Linked DNA regions of Mus musculus: region 1 is linked to region 2. A link is a contact called in public Hi-C data. All regions are on one chromosome and are shown on one strand. Each heading gives the region's core, a stretch centred on a gene start, on an enhancer-like site or on the middle of the called end of the contact. The rest is flanking DNA. Distances are from core to core; before and after follow the strand shown. Region 1 overlaps Frmpd1 (FERM and PDZ domain containing 1). Region 2 has its middle 15 kb from the start of Frmpd1.

Region 1 (4,164 bases), core at 845-3,344, 100 kb after region 2:
GCGGGGGTGTCACTCAGGCTACCTCATTGCAAGTGAGGCATGACCCAATCACCACTCGCCAACTGCTGCAAACTCTTAAAAAATAATAAAGTGCAGAAGTGTACAAGCTCCATCTTCACTTGTGGAAATCAACACTCATTTGCATTCCATCCTCCTGGCTGTGATCAAATCCCCGTCAGGAGCAACTTAGGAGAGGAGAGAAGTTTATTTCACCTTGGAGTTTAGGAGTTGCAACGCATCGTTGTTGGCATGGCAGCAGGAACAGTCCTTGTCCGTGATGGTGGGAGCTTATCACAGGTGGTCACATTATAGTGGCAGATAGGAAACAGAGGGACCCAAGATATGCCCCTGGGCCTCAGAGACACTTTCTCTCCAAGCAGGCCCTACCTCCTAAAGCTCCACAGCCTCTCAAGACAGCCCTTCCCACTCAAGACCACATGTTGGAACATGTGCTGGGGAGAGGGGACCTTCACATTCAAACCACAAAGCAAATTGTCTTAGACTGTACCTGGGAGAACATTGAGATGTGGGCATGGGTTCCTAGACTGTCCCTTGGGAGGACATTGAAATGTGGACAGGGATTCCTCTGACAGAAGAAACAACACTCTTTGAATCTTTCACATTCCACACCATGGGAAAGAAAATCAGGCTAAGAGAGAAGGCTGTGCTGTCTTGGGGGGGAAGACTGAAATAGAACAGCGGCCTCCCTTTCTCTCTTCCCTGTGAAGCCGCTTTATGGAGAGCGGCGAGGTCACCTTATTGTCTTTGCCTTGGGCAGGTGGTAGAAAGGGAAGAATCCCAGGACTCCCGCTGCCTCTTCAGGGTGAGCTTTGTGCCCAAGGACCCCCTGGACCTGCTGAAAGAAGACCCTGTGGCATTTGAATATCTCTACCTTCAGGTGACCAGGCTGTGCTTCCTGGGGTGCCAGTGGCCTCAAGGACGCATCGCATAGTTGGGTTATTCTGGGTTGGTGGCAGCTAAAACAGCTCTCCCGAGGGATGGTCTCTTTCTAGAGAACAGTGGGTCTCATTATCCCTCCCCATTGTTCCTGCTCCAAGTTGCTGTAATGGGAGATTTGCAGTAGACTAATCAAATTTAGGCTTAGTCCTCAATGTAGATGATACACTTTTCTAATACTATTAAACGCTTTATCCTTTCCACTTTTATTGCAGGATGGGGCTTTAGTGCTGCAGAAACTCATGTTAGAGATGACGTAACCAGGTCTTAGAAGGGGAATGTGTCCGATGTCCCTACTTAGCAGTAGAGCCAAACCTGGTTTCTTTTCCTTCCTTCCTTCCTTCCTTCCTTCCTTCCTTCCTTCCTTCCTTCCTTCCTTCCTTCCTTCCTCTTGTTTTTTGAGGCATTATTTCTTCTGTATAGCCCTGGCTGTCCTAGAACTAGCTCTGTAGACCAGGCTGGCCTTGAAGATCCTCCTGACTCTGCGCCTGAGTCCTGGGATTAAAGGCATCTGCCACCATGCCCAGCTAGAAACCTGGTTTCTTGACTTCTAACTACGCCTTGTCCTCTATTGCCTAGAGTGAAATTACTTTCGTTATTTTTGTTTGGATGGGAAGAGTCGTCTGGGAGATGTCACCAGTTTACAGTCCACTGGGGTGTAAGGCTGGCCTAAGTCTTACAGAAATGGGGCTAGAAAATCGTAATAGCAGCCACCACACCACCAGTGCATTGTACTTGCTTAAGATAGCACTGTGTGATTTATGCTCACATTCCTGCATATAATCTTTTCTAAACCTCCCAGAAATCAAATAATACAGATCATATAGACAGTCAGTATGCGATTAACAATGGAAAACACTATACTTAGTCTGAATGTAACTCAGGTCACAGAGCCAAGTCCTCAGAGCTGGCTGCTGATCCTGCTGCTCTGACCGGAAAGAAGTGTGTGTGTGTGTGTGTGTGTGTGTGTGTGTGTGTGTGTGTGTGTGCGCGCGCGCTCGCGCAATGTGTATGCTCTTGTTGCCTAGCTGCTCTGTGTGATCTCTTGCAGAGCTGCAGTGATGTACTCCAGGAGCGCTTTGCTGTGGAGATGAAGTGCAACTCTGCCCTCCGGCTTGCAGCCCTGCACATCCAGGAGCGGATCTATGCCTGTGCCCAGCCACAGAAGATCTCTTTGAAGTACATAGAGTGAGTGGCAGGGGGTGGCAGCTGTGTCACATTTGGGACTGCTGGCTCCTAGCCAGGATGGCCAGACTCCAGAGAAAGCCGATACTCACCCATCTGCCTTTGTCTCTCTATCCATTTCCCTTTACCCAGCCTGGCTCCCTGTCTGGGTAGAAGCCATTTCCTCTTGCAGTTACACAGAGTCTCCTTGTAAATTTCCAGTCCCTGAAAGAATGTCTGAGGTCATCAGCTGACAACTTCTGAGGGCAGGGATGTCTTGGAAATTAATTTTCCCAACAGGTGTGAACCAATTGGCTATGGCATTATGCCTTCCTCCAAATGGGGGATGCTTCAAGTCCTACGATCCATGTTCCTCTCGATTCTTAGCTCAGAGAACTAATATCCGTTATGTTAAGCCCCTCCCCAGGTCTCTGCTCTAGCTTGTCTGGGTATCAAAATCAAATGGAGAAATCAGGTTTTAAAAATAGAACAGATCCCTGGTATAATGAGTCAAGGTGCAACTTTAGGGGGCTTCTGAGGCTTCTAGGCTAATAATGTTCTAAAGCTTAGCCTCAGGATTGGCAGGTGCGCTCTGTGGCAAGAGTGTTGAACCTAGCTCAGTGGCAGAGTGCTTGCGTAGCATACGCAAGGCCCTGAGTTTGTTCCCTAGCAGAGGGTACGAGACTTGTTCTTATATGTGGATGGTCACGCCACTTATTTTTGTTATTAAAAGGACTGAGAACAGGCCTATTGGAAGGCCTTGCAGGTAAAGGCCCCTGCATCCAAGCCTGAGTCTGAGTTCAGTCTCAGGACCCATATGGTAGGAAGAGAGAACCAATTCCCACAGGTTGTCCTCTGGTCACTACACATGTACACACTTGCTAAAATACAGCAGTTTGGGCTCCCCTTTTTAGAAGTTTAACTTAGTGTAGACACACAATATATGAATGAAATGGAATTTTAAATTAAAAGAAAGATGGAGAACTTCTGCTTTGATTCATGAAATATCCCACACCAAGACCAGTCATTTTCCAGACCAGTCAGGAGGTCCTAAATGCAGAATGTATATAATGTATATCATGTGTGTTTATGGGGAAAGCCCCTCACTCTGTCTCTCTCTCCTTTAATAGAGAGATATACAGATAGAGATAAGTGAAGATATGGACATTGTCTTAGTTCAGGCTTCATTGCTGTGAAGGGACGACATGACCAAGACAGTCTTATAAAGGAAAACATCTAATTGCCGCTGGTTTACAGATTCAGAGATTCAGTTCATTATTATCATCAGGGTGGAAAGCATGGCAACATACAGGCAGACATGGTGAAAGAAGAGGAGCTGAGAGTTCTACATCTTGTTCCAAAGACAGGCAGGAGACTGTCTCCCTCGGGCAACCAGGAGGAGGTTCTAATTCCACACTGGGCGGAGCTTGAGCACTGGAAGATACCCCTGAAAGCACACACCCACACACCACACACCCACACACCCACACACCCACACAGTGATAGCCTTCCTCCAACAAGGCCTCACCTACTCTAGCAAGCCTACACTTCCTAATGGTGCCCACTCCCCATGGGCCAAGCATTCAAACACATGAGTCTACAGGGGCCAAACCTACTCAAACATCACAGACATCCCTTCTCTTTCTTTCTCTTGCTTTTTCCTCTTTCTGTATCTACACCTCTGCCTGTCTCTATTCCTCCCACTAGAGAAAGGTACTCCTAATTGCTGTATGTCAGAGCTCTATATCTGAATTCTGTGTCATTGGCTCTTTGTTGGAACCAAGTGCAATGTAAACATGTGAACATGAGTCCTTGTCTCCAATGTCTTGCGGCAGGAAAGACTGGGGAATAGAGAATTTTATATCTCCAACTTTACTCCGAAATATGAAAGGCAAAGACATCAAGAAAGCCATTAGCTTCCACATGAAAAGAAACCAGAATCTGCTAGAACCCCGGCAGAAGGTAAGGCAGTCTAGCCTCTGCTGACCCGCCCAGCTTTCTGTTGTGAAAAATCTTGGGGAGGTGGGGGGGAGGGAATCATTT
Region 2 (4,098 bases), core at 590-3,089:
TATGCTCTTTTGATTTAGTTACTGTTCAACTGCTGCGAAGACACACCGTGACCAAGACAAGTTATAAAAGAAAGCATTGGGGCTTGCTTATAGTTTCAGAGGGTGAGTTCATGCCATCATGGCTGGGAACATAGCCAAAGACAAGCCAAAGACCTCTAATGGGCTATACCAACTGGCATCACTGTTGGGTGTATTAGCTGGGGTTCCTCAAGGCTGTGGCCAGTACTTGACAAAATCAGATTGAGGGATGAAGGATTTCTTCAGGCTTATGGCTCAGGGGATACAGTCCACTGTGGTGGGGAAGGCATGGTAACTGGTGACTCGTCTGTGACAGTGGGAGCTTGTTCCCAAGCAGTCTGATTATAAAGTGTTGCCCACAGATGCTCAAAAGGGGCTGATGTTGCCTTCCTGCCTCCATGTCCCATGTACTGGGATTCCAGGTGTGTGTGTCACCACATCCAGCTGCCTCAAATGTTCATTTCCTTCCTCTTCAAAGCATCCTATCTTCTGAATCCTGGGCATCCCGTCTCACATGGGGTCTCTCCATTCTTTGAAATCCCAAGAGCAAGTCGCAGAATCTCCAGGAAAAATTGAATGACGAGTACTTTCATATATTAAACAATTTGGCCCAAACAATTTAATAATAACTTAGTATTTAAGTCCTAGAAACTATTAGAGAAAATAATGGAATACATCAAAAACATTGTTTTATCTTATTTTTTACTTATTTAAAAATTATGAGTGTGTGTGGCGGGTGGTGTGTGCACGTGAATACAAGCATCTTTCAGGGCTGGAGTTACAAGTTGTTCAGAATGGAGCCAGGGACCTCTCTAATCTGCTCTTAGCTGCTGAACAATCTCTCTGGCCTGTTTTATCTTATTTTAAAGCCACCCCAGCCATTGGCTAATGGGATTGTGTGTCTGTCAGAGGACCAGACCCTCTTAAGCCCCAGAGCTTGGTTGGCTGTTGCTTTTATGTCCTGTTCCATTCTATCATAGGAATCAATGAAAACCCAGCTTGGCAGAGACACAGGACAGAGGGGCATGATCCAGTGTTGAAATGGTGAAGTCCCCAGAGCTGTTAGCACGCACATGTCCCGTGGGTTTTCAGTATTGACATGCTTCCTTTGAAAATTGAACATGTCCCATAGTGACGGGGTGAGTTAGCTCCCACAATCTGGTAGCCTCGTTTGTGGTTTGGCCACAGTTCCGCTGTTCCACTGATAACAATGGCTGTATTCTGCCTTCTGTGACAGCTACCTGAAAACACACATTGTAGTTCTCATCCCAGCGTTTGAAAGGTCAGAACGATGTCTAATTGGTCTAATTGGTCTCTGTGTTCTCCGTCTCACCTCCCAGTGACAGCAGCGAACACTTAGTGACCTTTACCAGAGGCAACGTGTCCACACAGGCCACATGAGTCCAAACCCCATTCTCCTCCCAGGACATGGCTCTACCTCAGGGAGGAGCTAGCACAATGCCTTGCTATTTCAGAAGCACGTAGGCAATTTTGCTTAAATAAATGAATAAGCTTGCACTTCCTTAATTTGGTCCACACCTTGATTCCCATCAACAAAGCTAAGCAATTCATAGCCCCAGTCAGGCCAAGTAGATGCCCCTATACATCCAGCGTGAGGTCAGACTCGACATGCCAGGCATGGCTCCTTCCTTGCGTCTGCTCTCAAACGATCAGTTTAGCAATCCCTCATCTTCAAAGTGTGGTGACAGTGCACAGGAGTGCCATGAAAGCCAAAGGAGAGCTGCCTGCACAAGGGCTCTGAAGGACATCCAAGTGGTGTGCCTTAAAGGATTACAGTTCAGCTGCAGACCGACAACCGCTGACTCGCCGTGGTTGGATTGTTGGAAGAGGGGAAGACTAAACAGAACAGACTCATGGGCAGGGGTGGGGCTATAAGGAGCTATTTCTGATTCCCAAATGACCACGCTTTAGGCTTAGGCTGAAACTCCCCAGGAGCTACACTAATGGAGAAATTAGTATCTGTTGACGCATTTGCATATGCTCTGAAATGTTCTCCCATTAAGCTTCATGAGAAAGAGCAAGAAAAACCTGGTCCATTATAGGAAGTCTGCCACAACTTTAGCCTCCAGGAAAGCATAGCCCACATTTCCTAGGCTCTGGGAAGTCAGGTGGTACCTCCAACTTCAGGATGACACACAAAGTATCGCTAATTTTTAATTAGGTATTTTAATTCTTTATAATGTCACACAATGCACTTTGATCGTATTCCTCCTCCTAACACAACTCCTCCCAGATCCGTCCCCACCAACCTGACTTCATGTGCTTTTCTTCCTTTTGGGAAAGTCCAGTGAGTGCCCAAACATTTCTGGGTGTGGGGCCATCTCTCCCGGAGTGTGGTCGGCCTGTCAGGGGTCACACCCTTAAAGAAAACCGACTCACCCTCTTGCCCAAGCTATCCACTGCCAGCAGCTCCTTTCCTCGTGGTAGAACTTTAGGCCATGCTGGGATTTGTACAGCTTGGACTTGTGCAGATGTTCTTCCTGCTGTCCCAACAAGGGTGAGCTCCTTTGTGCAGCTGACCTGTCGGTATCTGGAAAACACTGTTCATCATGGTCATCCACTGCCTCTGGATTTTACAGTCTTTCTGTCGCCTCTTCCATGGTAATTACCCCTGAGCGTTGCAGGAGGGGGAATGTTCTAGATCTCCTACTTAGGGCTGAGCAGTTTGCGATCTCGTATTCTTTATGTTAGTTGCCATCTATTGCAAGAAAAAGCTTCTCTGGTGAGGGTTGAGAGATGCTCTAGCCATGGGTATAGTGATAACTCAGTAGGAATCAGTTTCATACTATCTCCACTTAACAGAATAGCAATAGTAGATTTGCTCTAGCAACTATGACCTATCCAGCTATAGGTTCTTTGCGGGGGCGGGGAGGGAGATGTTTTAAAATTTATTTTTATTTGGTGTGCATCGGTGTTTTGACTGCATGTATGTTTGTGTGAGGGTGTCAGATCCTCTGGAACAGGAGTTACAGACAGTTGGAAGCTGCCATGTCGTTGCTGGGAATTGAACTCAGGTCCTCTGGAAGAGCAGCCAGTGTTCTTAGCCACCAAGCCAACTCTCTAGGCCCCTATCTACAGGTTCTTAAAACTCAAAGTCTGTAAAGGAAAACTGTCTTTGACTATCAACACAAAGCTCATAAAAACACTCTTATTCTTTGGAGAGGAGAGAAAAAAAATGGTTTTAGTGAAGCTGAACAGACAGAGCATATGTGATTTTGTCAACTTGGTGAGCACTGCTATTTGTTCTCAAGCTAATCGGCATATGTAATATTGACTGGGCAGTACTGACATTTTGAAAACATGCCTTCATTGTTGTTGATAAATGTGTGGTCTTTCATAAACCCACAGTTCTACTAGGGAGCCATTAATATTTGACTTGCAAGAAGTATCATCTTGCCGGGCATGGTGGCCCACACCTTTGATCCCAGCACTTGGGAGGCAGAGGCAGGTGGATTTCTGAGTTTGAGGCCAGCCTGGTCTACAGAGTGAGTTCCAGGACAGCCAGAGCTATACAGAGAAACCCTGTCTCGAAAAACAAACAAACAAAAAAGAAGTATCATCTCTTTTAATACCAGTAAGTATGCATAAGAAAAGAACCAGAGAAGCGAAAGGGAAAGACCCAAGCTCTACAGACTGTGCACGGAAGACGAGCGTCCTGAGCACCCACGAGTCTGAACGAAAGCAAAATAAAAGCTGCCACTTATTGAAAGCCCTGTGCACGCCGGGTGTGTGCTTCACGCTCCTGAATCCTCAGAGCACCATGGAGATCTGTATTATCTGTGTTATGATGGAAATGACTGGGCCTACATCTATCCAAGGACACAACACTAGAAAGGGCTCAAGTTAACATTCAAGCCATGTCTGACCCAGCAGCCCAGATTCTTTCCAGAACATTCCTCTGATTTAAAGAACAGGATGAAACACTGTCACAGTACATCGTGGCAAAACACGAACAAAGCCTTGTTTTTTAAGAAAATCTAGGTCAGTCTCCTTTCTTCTGCCATACACAGGAGATAGGAGAGGACACTGGAAAATGGTCCCTGGGCCGGGGACTCCCTA

The links. Hi-C and Micro-C count contacts between places; a contact is called where the count stands out from the background.
Region 1: a Hi-C map of the N1E-115 cell line shows a contact between it and region 2, with 6 times the contacts expected there. The contact joins two enhancer-like sites. A contact is called at or near these places in 15 of 39 promoter capture datasets (the 3T3-L1 cell line, the HPC-7 cell line, cranial neural crest and 10 more), 5 of 15 datasets of contacts at CTCF or cohesin (the G1E-ER4 cell line, embryonic stem cells, pro-B cells and 1 more), 103 of 484 Hi-C or Micro-C datasets (the 63-12 cell line, B cells, the Ba/F3 cell line and 51 more), 11 of 115 datasets of contacts at active chromatin or transcription factors (astrocytes, bone marrow-derived dendritic cells, differentiating embryonic stem cells and 4 more) and 1 of 9 other capture datasets (embryonic stem cells).

The regions. Positions count from the first base shown.
Region 1 is chr4:45,269,122-45,273,285 of GRCm38.p6, forward strand. Frmpd1 (FERM and PDZ domain containing 1) reads left to right here. Exons shown (of 16, transcript NM_001081172.2): 9 at 779-898; 10 at 2,009-2,145; 11 at 3,957-4,083. Among named protein-coding and RNA genes, the nearest start is that of Trmt10b, 26 kb to the right of the region's middle. Within about 2 kb of position 2,095, at least 43 of the 459 cell types and tissues checked have an H3K27ac peak or open chromatin away from gene starts, as enhancers often do. A contact at or near this core is called in the N1E-115 cell line, where this site is marked.
Region 2 is chr4:45,167,657-45,171,754 of GRCm38.p6, forward strand. No RefSeq gene overlaps it. Among named protein-coding and RNA genes, the nearest start is that of Frmpd1, 15 kb to the right of the region's middle. Within about 2 kb of position 1,840, at least 4 of the 459 cell types and tissues checked have an H3K27ac peak or open chromatin away from gene starts, as enhancers often do. A contact at or near this core is called in the N1E-115 cell line, where this site is marked.